2 separate regions of the Triticum aestivum genome follow, and region 2 is linked to region 1. Evidence: chromatin contacts called from public Hi-C data. All regions are on one chromosome and are shown on one strand. The core of a region is the stretch at or near the end of the contact, and the rest is flanking DNA. Distances in the headings are between cores, read along the strand shown.

What was found. A called contact is a pair of places that touch in the nucleus more often than the background predicts.
Region 2: a contact with region 1 is called in a Hi-C map of root, with 10 times the contacts expected there. The contact joins the promoter of LOC123110047 here to the promoter of LOC123110039 in region 1. A contact is called at or near these places in 3 of 5 Hi-C or Micro-C datasets (leaf, root and an unstated tissue) and 1 of 1 datasets of contacts at active chromatin or transcription factors (leaf).

Annotation. Positions count from the first base shown.
Region 1 is chr1B:97,753,029-97,758,382 of IWGSC CS RefSeq v2.1, forward strand. It overlaps LOC123110039 (glutamate--cysteine ligase B, chloroplastic), which reads left to right and starts at 3,165. Exons shown (of 16, transcript XM_044530445.1): 1 at 3,165-3,432; 2 at 3,526-3,804. The coding sequence starts at 3,551.
Region 2 is chr1B:98,143,319-98,148,751 of IWGSC CS RefSeq v2.1, forward strand. It overlaps LOC123110047 (endoglucanase 14), which reads right to left and starts at 4,129. Exons shown (of 5, transcript XM_044530455.1): 1 at 3,913-4,129; 2 at 3,393-3,812; 3 at 2,781-2,867; 4 at 2,544-2,696; 5 at 1,847-2,452. The coding sequence starts at 4,119. The coding sequence ends at 1,847. LOC123110058 (acetylornithine aminotransferase, mitochondrial) reads left to right here. Exons shown (of 3, transcript XM_044530466.1): 1 at 1-35; 2 at 176-607; 3 at 1,070-1,737. The coding sequence ends at 1,606.

The DNA of each region.
Region 1 (5,354 bases), core at 1,915-4,414:
CTTGTGTTGCCAGAAGATCTCCTCCTAAGCAACTTCATTATCTCATCTGATTGCAAACAGGTGGTCAGTAACATAAAAAAAGGTAGCCAGGGCCCTATGGTTCGGTGATTACAGAAATCGAACTTCGAGCTTCTAGTTTTAGTTGTAATTTTATTTTTGAAAGTCGCACCATTGATGTGAGGCTCATAGTCTAGCTAAGAATTCACTTACTCTTGGTCCAGGGCGCCACGTTTGGTTGACCAACCCCTCATAATCCGAAATGTATCCCACTTTATGTGGATTATCGTCAATAAAGCTTAGCTTTGTTTGAAAAAAGCTTCCGTTTGCCAGCGCCTCACCGCTAAATGGGAGCACCCACATGTTTGGCCTGTGGGCCAGAATGTGAGGAGTACGATTACTTCTAATGGGCTCATTGGCGTGTTTTTGGATTTGTGAACCCCGCAATTACGCCGGGCAGTCTTCGCACGTGGCAAGGCTATTGTCCCTGGGGAGAACATCTAGTACACCGGTGCTTGTGGTGCTACCGGTGCACCGAGCTCAAGTCGTACATTTTAAATGTTTGAAAAATTCAGAAAAAAAGTAACACATTCACACAACATTAATGTAGATTGTCACGAAATTTCAAGTCAAAATTCGAAACATAGTTCCTAAAACAAAAATGACAAATTCGGTACCAAATAATACATAACATAAGTTGGGCTTTAGATTTGGCCCATTACCACACTGTTGTCAACTTTGTCATTTTTGTATCTTAAAAGATATTCCAAATTTTGATACGAAATTTTGTGACGACATTCATTAATGTTATGTCAATGTGCTTGATTTTTTAATTTTTTTTAAATAATGTACGGCATCCGGTCCACCGCTAGCCTCACAAGTGTTTGTGCACCGGATACGTTCCCATCGTCCCTGGACTGGAGTACAACTGTTTTTGCACGTAGACCATCCAGCGAGAAGGAGAAAGAAACAGAGGGAAGAAGCTAATTAAACAAGTACCATAAGCCACATGCTTCGATGCTCTGGTAGTACGGTACCAAAGGACCGATCAACCAGGCACCACCAGTGACTGAACCTGCCCGTGGAAATGGGGTGGGTTCACTCCCATACTTGGTCATGCCAATGTGCTTCTCTCCAACCGCTGCGTCTGCTGCAAAATCTACTTTGTTCTCCTTTTTATTCTGGTTTTGTTGCTTTTTTTTCCCTCTCTCTTCGCCTTCACGTAGCTCTGCAATGGAGCTCCGAAATAACGTCATCCTGAGGAAAGAAAAACTGCCTTTTTCTTTGAAAACATGCGATTCTATATGTCGTTTTCAGGAAACCTCGAAGTCTCCAAAACCTACATTTTTTCTTTGTTTCTGTGGCAGAAAGTAAACTTTCCATAATACGTCACCCAAGCTCTGGTGGTTTCGCGACCTCATTGCGCACGTCATGACATATTGTGGGTGTACATAGCTATCGAAGTGGCTTGATTTTTTGCAATTAACAAGACATAGTCATTAGTGACACTAACCACACTTACTCATAAAGGATAATTAAAAAAGGAAAAGGAAGGAAATACATGTAATAAACCTTTTAAAAATATTATCATGAGTCAGATCATGGTACACCCTCTCTCCTCCCCGACAACTGTGGTGGTGAAGCGGATTTAATGACAGGAACAACATTGACAGAAAACACAACACACTCCAAGACATCGATACTGACGCAACTGTGATGTCGTCATTATAGACGTCGGTAACTGACGGAACTATGATGTCATCATTTTAGATGTCGGTAACTGACCCAACTGTGATGTCGTCATTCTAGACGTCGGTAACTGGCGGAACTATGATGTCGTCATTCTAGACGTCGGTAACTGACGCAACTGTGATGTCATCATTCTAGACATCGGTAACTGACGCAACTGTAATGCCATCATTCTAGACGTCGGTAACTGGCGGAACTGTGATGTCGTCATTCTTCCGTACGTGGCATTGGCACTCGGGCCTGCAACCACCACTTAATAACCATATCGATGTTGCCCCACCGCCATGCCTACTCCTTCTACGCCTCTCCACGTTAGGGATTTTGTGGCACAAAAGCCCTAAAATTAAGGGTTTGGTGATATGTGCTCGATAAGAGTTGACAAAATAGAAAACGAACTGCAAATTATCAAAAGCGTTTTTTCAGCATCAAAGATCATCGAGGGAGGAGTAGAGTTCGACCAAGCTTTATGATTTGGGCGTCCATACATGATGGTATAAAGTGACTAAGAAAATAGTTTAGGTTGTGATGAATCCTTCCAAATATAGAGCTCTGGGGAGCAGTGATAGCTGATGATTGCTGAGAGTTGTTGAGTTTCTTCAGCAGGGCGATGATCGAGCATTGTGGTCGTGAAGTGAATGGCGCCGTGCATGAGCTAGCTTGACATTTGCTTTACGAACAAAGCTATGAAGTTCTCCCATGGTCAGCTCCCGACTTCCTTGTTCATACCATTGTAAAAAGGCCTTGTTATAATTGAGTAAAGTCCCCGCTAAAAAAGATAAAAAATAATTGAGTAAAGTCATCCAAAGTTAAAAAGAAAATACTAGTAGTAATATAAGTGCACGTGTTCCCGAAAAAAGAAAGAGAGTATAAGTGCACGTGCACTGATGCTCGCAGACGGTACAGTCGGGAAAGCCACGATCATGCAGGGCGAACCTGCCCTTGAAGACGGGCAAGGTTCATTCCGATCCATGATCATCCAAATGTACTACCAGGACATCGTAGCACCTGACATATTCTCTCGACATTTTTGTTCCGTTTTCATCTTGTCTTGAACGGCAACCCGAGGGTGAGACGCGTGCTCTGGATGTCGCTTTGAGAGCTGAGGCACCAGGAGGAACCAGCGTGCAAAAACACCATCGCCATGCATGAAAAATCCTGGCGCCGCCGTGGCACCGAGCGCCCCACCTCATCGCCGACGTCATGGGGCGGTGGTGATCGTACGAGAACCATCGGCGAAGCTTAATTCCAGCAATTAACAAGCCATAATCATTAGGCCAGCGCCCCCACCACCGAGGAAAGATTAAAAAGGAAAGAGGGGGAAGGATTAGTAAATCACCAGCTGTCCAAATCACTCACCGGCTGCACCCGCGGAGGGCGGAGCGGATTGGATGACGCGCGCAGCCGCAGCAGCAGCATCATCGCGCACTTCAAGGCGTCGTCGCTGCTGACGCGGCCGCGGAGGGCGCGGGCCCAGCCCCCACCGCTTTATAACCGCGCCGACGCCGCCCCCATCCCACCCCCCACACTCCCCTCCGTTCCGGACTCTGAAGCAGCAGCGGCGGACGGCGGCGCGCGCGTCCCCGTCCCCGTCCCCGTCCCCGTCCCCGTCTCCGTCTCCTCCCGGCGGCGAATCTCACCAGCAAATAGACAGAATCAGACCGGTTCTCGCTGGGTGGGCGCGGCGAGGTGGGTTGGGCGGGGGTTCGATGGCGACATCGTGTCGGATTCCGCAATTCGCGCTGAACTTTTGTTGGTTTTGCGGATTTTTTCGTGCCTCAGGTTTTTGTTCGGCGGGTTGGGCGTGATGGCGGTCGCGTCGCGCCTGGCGGTGGTGCGGGTGGTCCAGCCGGACGGCGGCGCGGCGGGCGGGAGCAGGAAGGGGCGGCAGGGGTTCGCGGTGGTCGGGCTCCCCGCGGCGGGGCGGAGGGGGAGGCGGCGAGGCGGGGCCGTGGCGGCCAGCCCCCCCACGGAGGAGGCGGCCAAGCTGACGGAGCCGCTCACCAAGGAGGACCTCGTCGCCTACCTCGCGTCCGGCTGCAAGCCCAAGGAGAACTGGAGGTGAGAAGCTTCCACATATGGTGCTACTTCCCTACTTGCTACTTACTGTTGGAAGCGGAACGTAGTTCTATGGCTGGAACGGCCGATCCTTACTGCCCAGCTTACTGTTTAGCTCTGCAATTGGGCATTTTGTATCCACTGTTCAGTCGCCCCTAGAGTGGTGGAATTTTTTCACATGAATCAGTGCCTTGCAGTGACGGTCTATGTGATGCTTGCTAGTAGTTTGCGCTTGTAGGAATAAGAGGGTGGATACGTCGAAGTGACCGTTGCTTTGCCTAGTTAGCAAATGAAGCTCTGCCCTTGTTCAACGAAGGGGTCACATGGTACTGGTTAGCATAGTTATACTAGACTAGGAACTGAATTGGGGATACATTGTGTTAAACTTGTCGGCAAATGGTGCAGCTCGTGCACTCATATAATGCTGGAAGTAGTAAAGTTGCAATTTGTACATAGAGCAACAAAAGCTTGATATGGTACTTGTTAATATGCTATATGTGGGAAAAGTAAGCTTACAAATGATTGTCCTAAATGGCACAAAAAGTCTCTCTAAGCTTAGATATGCTATACTTAACTAGCACAAATGCCTGTGCGTTGCAACGGGAGAGAACATGTACTTAAATTTAGTAAAAAAATATATGTACAAGCATAACGCTTTGTGGCTAGCTATGAAGAAAACTTTAGTTGTCACACCCACCAAAACAAAGGCACACCATGGTCTAGAGAAGAAATTTGTACCAATCAGGCATTAATTAATCATGCAACCAGCCTTAACATCGCCTTTGGTGAGACCGGGGGCTGCCGTAGCGCCTCGATGAGTCATCGTCGTTCTCGTATGCGAGGAGGTTCTGCTGGTTCATCTTCATCCGGAGATCGTGGTATCTTTTTTAAGAGAGATCGGAGATCGTGGTATCTTTTTTAAGAGAGATCACAAGTTTTATACCTACTTGTCTTGCGGCATTGGGGCGTCGTGTCCTCATTATCTTTATGTTTACCTGGGTTCTCTTTAATTCCCCATTCTTCGTTATCTTGATCATTAAGTCGGTTCTCTCTCACACCTATTGGCCCCATGCAAAGCAATTAATTTGCTTCTGCTCGCATCTGTGACGAGACAAGACCCACTATTACCCGCTTATTGATTGTCATGGTGGCTTACCGATTTCAAATCACAAACGTATATAAATTGATAAGGTGGGGTATAAGAAATCAAGGCGGTACTATTTTATTAGAAAACTGAATCTATTTTTTGATCCCTCAAACAAGCCGTTATTTTTATTGCCATTGATGGGCTGAGGCCCACACGGGGGTGAGGTGCACCCGACGCGAACGATATCATTTTTGGCCTCTAGTTCGCTGGTCGTGCGAGGGCTGGTGCCAACTCTGACAAATAGTGTATAAATAAGCCGAACTTGCTACTTTTGACGTAAGTCAAGCTAGATTGGTTGGTTACTGGAGCTAGTTTTTAGCTCGAGGGCTCTAGTTCGAGTCCCTCCCGTTGCTTGTATTTTTTCGTTTCCTTTACACGTATGTCCCGGTTTCCTTTCGCTTGCACA
Region 2 (5,433 bases), core at 2,879-5,378, 390 kb after region 1:
TCCACGCCAGCAACGTCGGCTACACCGTGCCGCAGGTACGCCTCCCCTGCTCCCCACCAACCCCAACCCAAACCCATTCCAGGATGTCGGCAACATGTTCGACGCATTGCTTGCCCAGTCCATCTTCCCGCATGGCCTCTCCGTCTCAACTGACTAACATTTCTCGAACGCACAGGTGGAGCTCGCCAAGCGGCTCGTGGAGGCCTCCTTCGCTGACCGTGCCTTCTTCGCCAACTCCGGCACTGAGGCCAACGAGGCGGCCATCAAGTTCTCCAGGAAGTACCAGAGGGTCGCGCACCCCAACGGTGACGCGCCTACGGAGTTCATGTCCTTCACCAACTGCTTCCATGGCCGGACCATTGGCTCGCTCGCGCTGACCAGCAAGGTGCAGTACAGGGAGCCCTTTGAACCGGTCATGCCCGGCTCAACATTTGCAGAGTATGGCAATTTGGAGGAGGCCAAGAAGGTGATACAGTCGGGGAAGATTGCTGCTGTGTTTGTCGAGCCCGTGCAGGGTGAGGGTGGGATTCACAGTGCTACCAAGGAGTTCTTGCAGGGACTGCGGGATGCTTGTGATGAGGCAGGGGCTCTCTTGGTCTTTGACGAGGTATGATTCAGCTTGCCTTCACTAATACTCCCTCGTTCTGTTCTCACCTTTTTGTGAACCGGTTATAGATAGACACATTTCAGTGTGTTTGTTCATTCATTTCAGTCCGTATATAGGCCATGCTGAAATATCCAAAACATCTTATATTGTGAAGGGAGGGAGTGCTTATCTGTGTTGTCGATCACATAGAAGTAATTAGTGGCAAGCACAATTTGTACTACTAGCATAAAGGACAGTAAATTTTACTCCTTCAGGAGATTGCTCAGTGGTACTAGTTCAAGACTGGGAATGTATTTTCACTATTTTGCATCCCCATGAAGGAAATACCCCATGAGGAGTCTGCATCGTAATACTACCCAAATAGGCAATTCATTCAATAGTAGGGATTTAGGATTGCACTTTGAAGTTCAACTTCTGTCAATTTGAAAAGTGGAGATTTCTAATCTACTGTCTGAAACGCAGGTGCAATGTGGTCTGGGGCGCACAGGTTACCTCTGGGCTCATGAGGTTTATGGTGTAGTACCTGACATAATGACCTTGGCGAAGCCACTGGCCAATGGCCTTCCCATTGGCGTCGCCTTGGTCACGGAAAAGGTTGCTGCAGCCATAAATTACGGTGACCATGGAACCACATTCGGCGGAGGCCCTTTTGTGTGCCATGCTGCATTAGCCACATTGGACAAGATCCAGAAACCTGGCTTTCTAGCAGAGGTGACCAGGAAAGGAGAATACTTCAAGCAGCTGCTCAAAGCTAAGCTGAGTGGAAACCCTCATGTCAAAGAGATCCGTGGGGCCGGTCTCATCGTTGGCATCGAGCTTGACGTACCGGCTGGGCCTTTGGTCGATGCATGCTTGAATGCTGGTGTCTTTTTGCTGACGGCCGGGAAAGGCAATGTGGTGAGGCTTGTGCCTGCGCTCATCGTGTCGGAGAAGGAGCTGGAGCAAGCTGCAGAGGCGATAAGGGAATGTCTACCTGCTCTTGATGCCTCTACCTCTTAGTGTAAACAAGATCTCTTACCAATATGATGAGATCTACTACATGTTGAAGTTTCTTTCAAAATTTGGAAGGGAATAAAATGTCATGTTGAACTATTGTGATGTTGAAGTCCTTTTCGAAGTTTGGATGGAAACAATTTCTGTGTTGTTGTCGGTATGAAATATTTTATTGACTAAGTTATATCTGCCTAAATTACAAGGACGGCATTGACATTGCACATCTCTTGACTGAAAACAGGAACATCAGTTATGCAGAAGCCTTGCAAGCACTCCGACGATGGGCGCGACGGTGTAGGTTGATGGCTCTCCTTGCTGGTAATTTCCCCGAGAATCGTCGTAATGGTCGTTGTTGTCAGGCCCTCCGACGATGGCGCCGTCAATCACATTCAAGTTGGGCGCAGACCTGTGGAAGTACTCGGATCCCTTGCCGCAGGAGATCTTCCCCGGGTTGTTCGTGAGGGACGGCAGCGACGCGCCGCGGTGGTGCGGCTGCGTCGGGTACCTCTTTCCTACCCCAACCATGTAGCTCATCTTCATGGGGTTCTTGCCAAGGATGTAGTCCGCCTGTGACCGGGCGAACGAGACGAGCTGTGCCGGCGGTAGCCTCACGCCGCCGCACTGCAGGGAAGCCCTTGCCGCCGCCAGGTGGTCGGCGTGCGTGACGAGGACGAACATCGCCGTCGTGACGTCCTGCAGGTTGGACCAGGGCTGCAGGTAGAGCATGCCGCCCGGGGTGAGCCGCCCGCTGCGGCCGTCACCGTGCTGAACGACGTTGCAGAGGAAGCTCTCCACGTTGCTCCTCATCTCGGCGTGGCGGCCGTTGTTGGGCAGCTTCCCTTGGAGGATGAGCTGCAGAATGGCCGGTATAGTCATCAGTTCCTGAAGCTAAAAGTTGCTGTCGCTTCATCAGACCAATACTAGGATCATCTGGTACATTTACCTTGGCGACCAGTGCCTGGGCTCCGACGAACTTGTCGTCCCAGGATAACGACTGCCGCACCCCGCCGACGTTGTTGGCGCCGGCGATGTAGGCCTTGTACTCGTGGTGGCCGGTGGCGATGTAGAGCCAGACAGCTGCCCACAGCAGCTCGTCCTGTTCCAAACAAGTTTCAGTATTTGCTTTACAATACTGCTATGTTTCTGTTCATTATCGTGACATTAATTAGTGATGTGATACCTCGTCGCCGCTGCTACTGTAGAAACTTCTGGCCGATGGAATGCTGTTCTGGTAGAGGCCACGGTTGTTCTTGGCGAACTGAAACAACTGCAGAAGCAGCAAGTGACTGAAGAAATTAGCTGATACAGCTTCGTCTGTGCACGTTCAGTTTTCAAGCAATAATTTGACATTCATTTTTAGCCATGATATGACCACGACTTTATGAAATGGTTCGTCAAATTAATTCTCTCGCATTATCTTCAAATTGATCGTGCCCACGGTAACCGTCCAATTTGTGCTGTGCATGCAATGTAGTGCATGTAATTATGCAGTGGTAGACTGGTAGTACTATCTCTTCATGCAAAGCACAGTTACATGTTTGCCTATTTCGCGTGCGTCAGAAGCGCCAAAGGCGTATATGGAACATTATGATTGTTAATAATTGTGTAATTAGAATGGCACATTAACATGTGCGCCGCTCTATTTTTCTTACCTATTACACCAAATGATTTTTGGACCATCCATTGGATTTGTATAGAATCGATTGTGTAATCTGTGTGCTGTGCATGCAATGCCATATGCATACGTGTGTGTCTCAAAACATGAAGTAATGTAAGAGCAAGTATTGTGCACCTGTTTCGCGTGCTTCAGAAGCGTAGACGCGTACCGGGAGTCGCCGCGCGGCCCCGTGAACGCGACGGAGGCCGCGGCCAGTGCCGCCGCCGTCTCGGCGGCGACATCGGAGCCCGGGTGGGTGGCGTTCACCAAGTACGACCTCCGGGGCGTGTCCATGTCCTCCGGCCGCTCCCAGCACGCGTGGTCGGAGTCGCCGTCGCCGACATTCACGTAGAGCACATCGGGGCGGGCGTGCGCCTTGGCCAGGTAGTCGGCGCCCCAGCGCACCGCCTCGAGCGCGTGGCCCAGCTCCCCCGCTGCGGCCAGCCGGCCCCGGTGCTCCACCACGCTCCACGACAGCATGGTCGCCGTGAACGCCATGGGGAACCCGAACTTGACGTTGTCGCCGGAGTCGTAGTAGCCGCCGGTAAGATCCACCTGCACGTCGATCGATTAAGCATGTCAGCATAATGCACGAACCAAACACGTACAACGTACCACACATGCATATCAGCATATGCATCGCCGACGTGCTTACCCCGTGGTCGGCGCCGTCCTTGAGGGCCGAGTTGCCGCGCCACTGGACGCGCTGGGTCGGCGGCAGCCTGCCGGAGCGCTGCGCCTCGAAGTAGAGCAGCGACTTGGTGAGCGCGGTGGCGTAGTTCCGCTGGGCGGCTTGGCACGCCGTGGTTGCCAAAAACCCTACCACGGCGGCAACGAGAAGCATCCTGGCGCTAGCCACCATCTTGGGCGTCCTCGGCGTCAACGAGTAGTTTCTTGTATTGTACCACCGCGTTATGTGTGCTCCTCTCGTCGATGGGACGAGTGTATTTATAGGCGAGGAACAAGGTTTCAATCCACTATGAATTGGTGAAACAAATCCATCAGAAATGCACGCATTGATATCCTAGAATAATTACGCGCCATGCATATTTGTTTTGACGATGTGCGGAGATTTTGCGACCTTCAAAAACCGGGTGCCAAATGTAAACGTACCATCCCCGTATCTGAACTTATTTGGCGGAATTAACTTCATTGGAGAAGGTTGATATTTCCTACAGCCAGTTCATATATTTTTCGGACACGTTTGAGATCATGTATTTACGGTGTATATATGGATCTTATTTGCGAATAAAAGGACTGTATTGATTACTCTGAGATTTGAATACTATCTTTGGAGATCGAAGAGTTAACATAAAAGATGGATAATGAAAAACGTCACACTGCACTGTGCCTGCGTGAGTTGATCTTCTCGAGTGTGAGAAAGGATGGATATCTAGGAATCAATGACTGAGCTCTTTAGCATGATATGAGATGGGTCTTTACTACTCCAATAGCCAATTAGGTTTTTTTTTAGCACAGTACAGGCACAAGCGCTCATATAAACATGCATACACTCACCCATATGAACGCACACACACCCTGCCCCTATGAGCACCTCCGAGTGACTGAGCCGACATATCATCATGAGATTTTACGAAGTCACCGTAGGCGCCTCGTTGTTGACAGCAAAGTCTCCTCCCACTGAACGCACATCGCCGGAAATCGTCAAATAAATTCAGGATAAATGCGAGCAGCAGGACTTGAACCCTGGTGGGTTGGGCCACAGGTTGGTTCACCCAATAGCCAATAGATTAGTGGTAGTTGTTGGGCCTCATAGAAGGGGTTTGCTACAATTGGCAACTTTTCTTTTAGTTTGGGAAAACAAGATATAAATCCATGAGATAACACCCTAAACTTCCATCAAACAAGCAACACTGCAATACAATTAAAAAGTCTATTTTAGAACATGAGCAATGTGAGAGTCGTCTAAGAAGGAAAAAAATATTACATTCTTGCATTTTATTTTTTGTGGTTGAGAATGACATTCTTGTCATTAGTTCATGCTCATACTACTCTTTTGTCCTTAGTTTTCGTGCGTGTCCTTATGCTTTTGCTCTTTTGTCATGATTTCGTCCTGTGAAAGTCGTTTGGCCGTTAATGAGACGTTGGATTGACCGATTTGCCCCTATGAGCCACTCACTCATGCATGGGACCTAGACCTAGCTCGGTCACATTG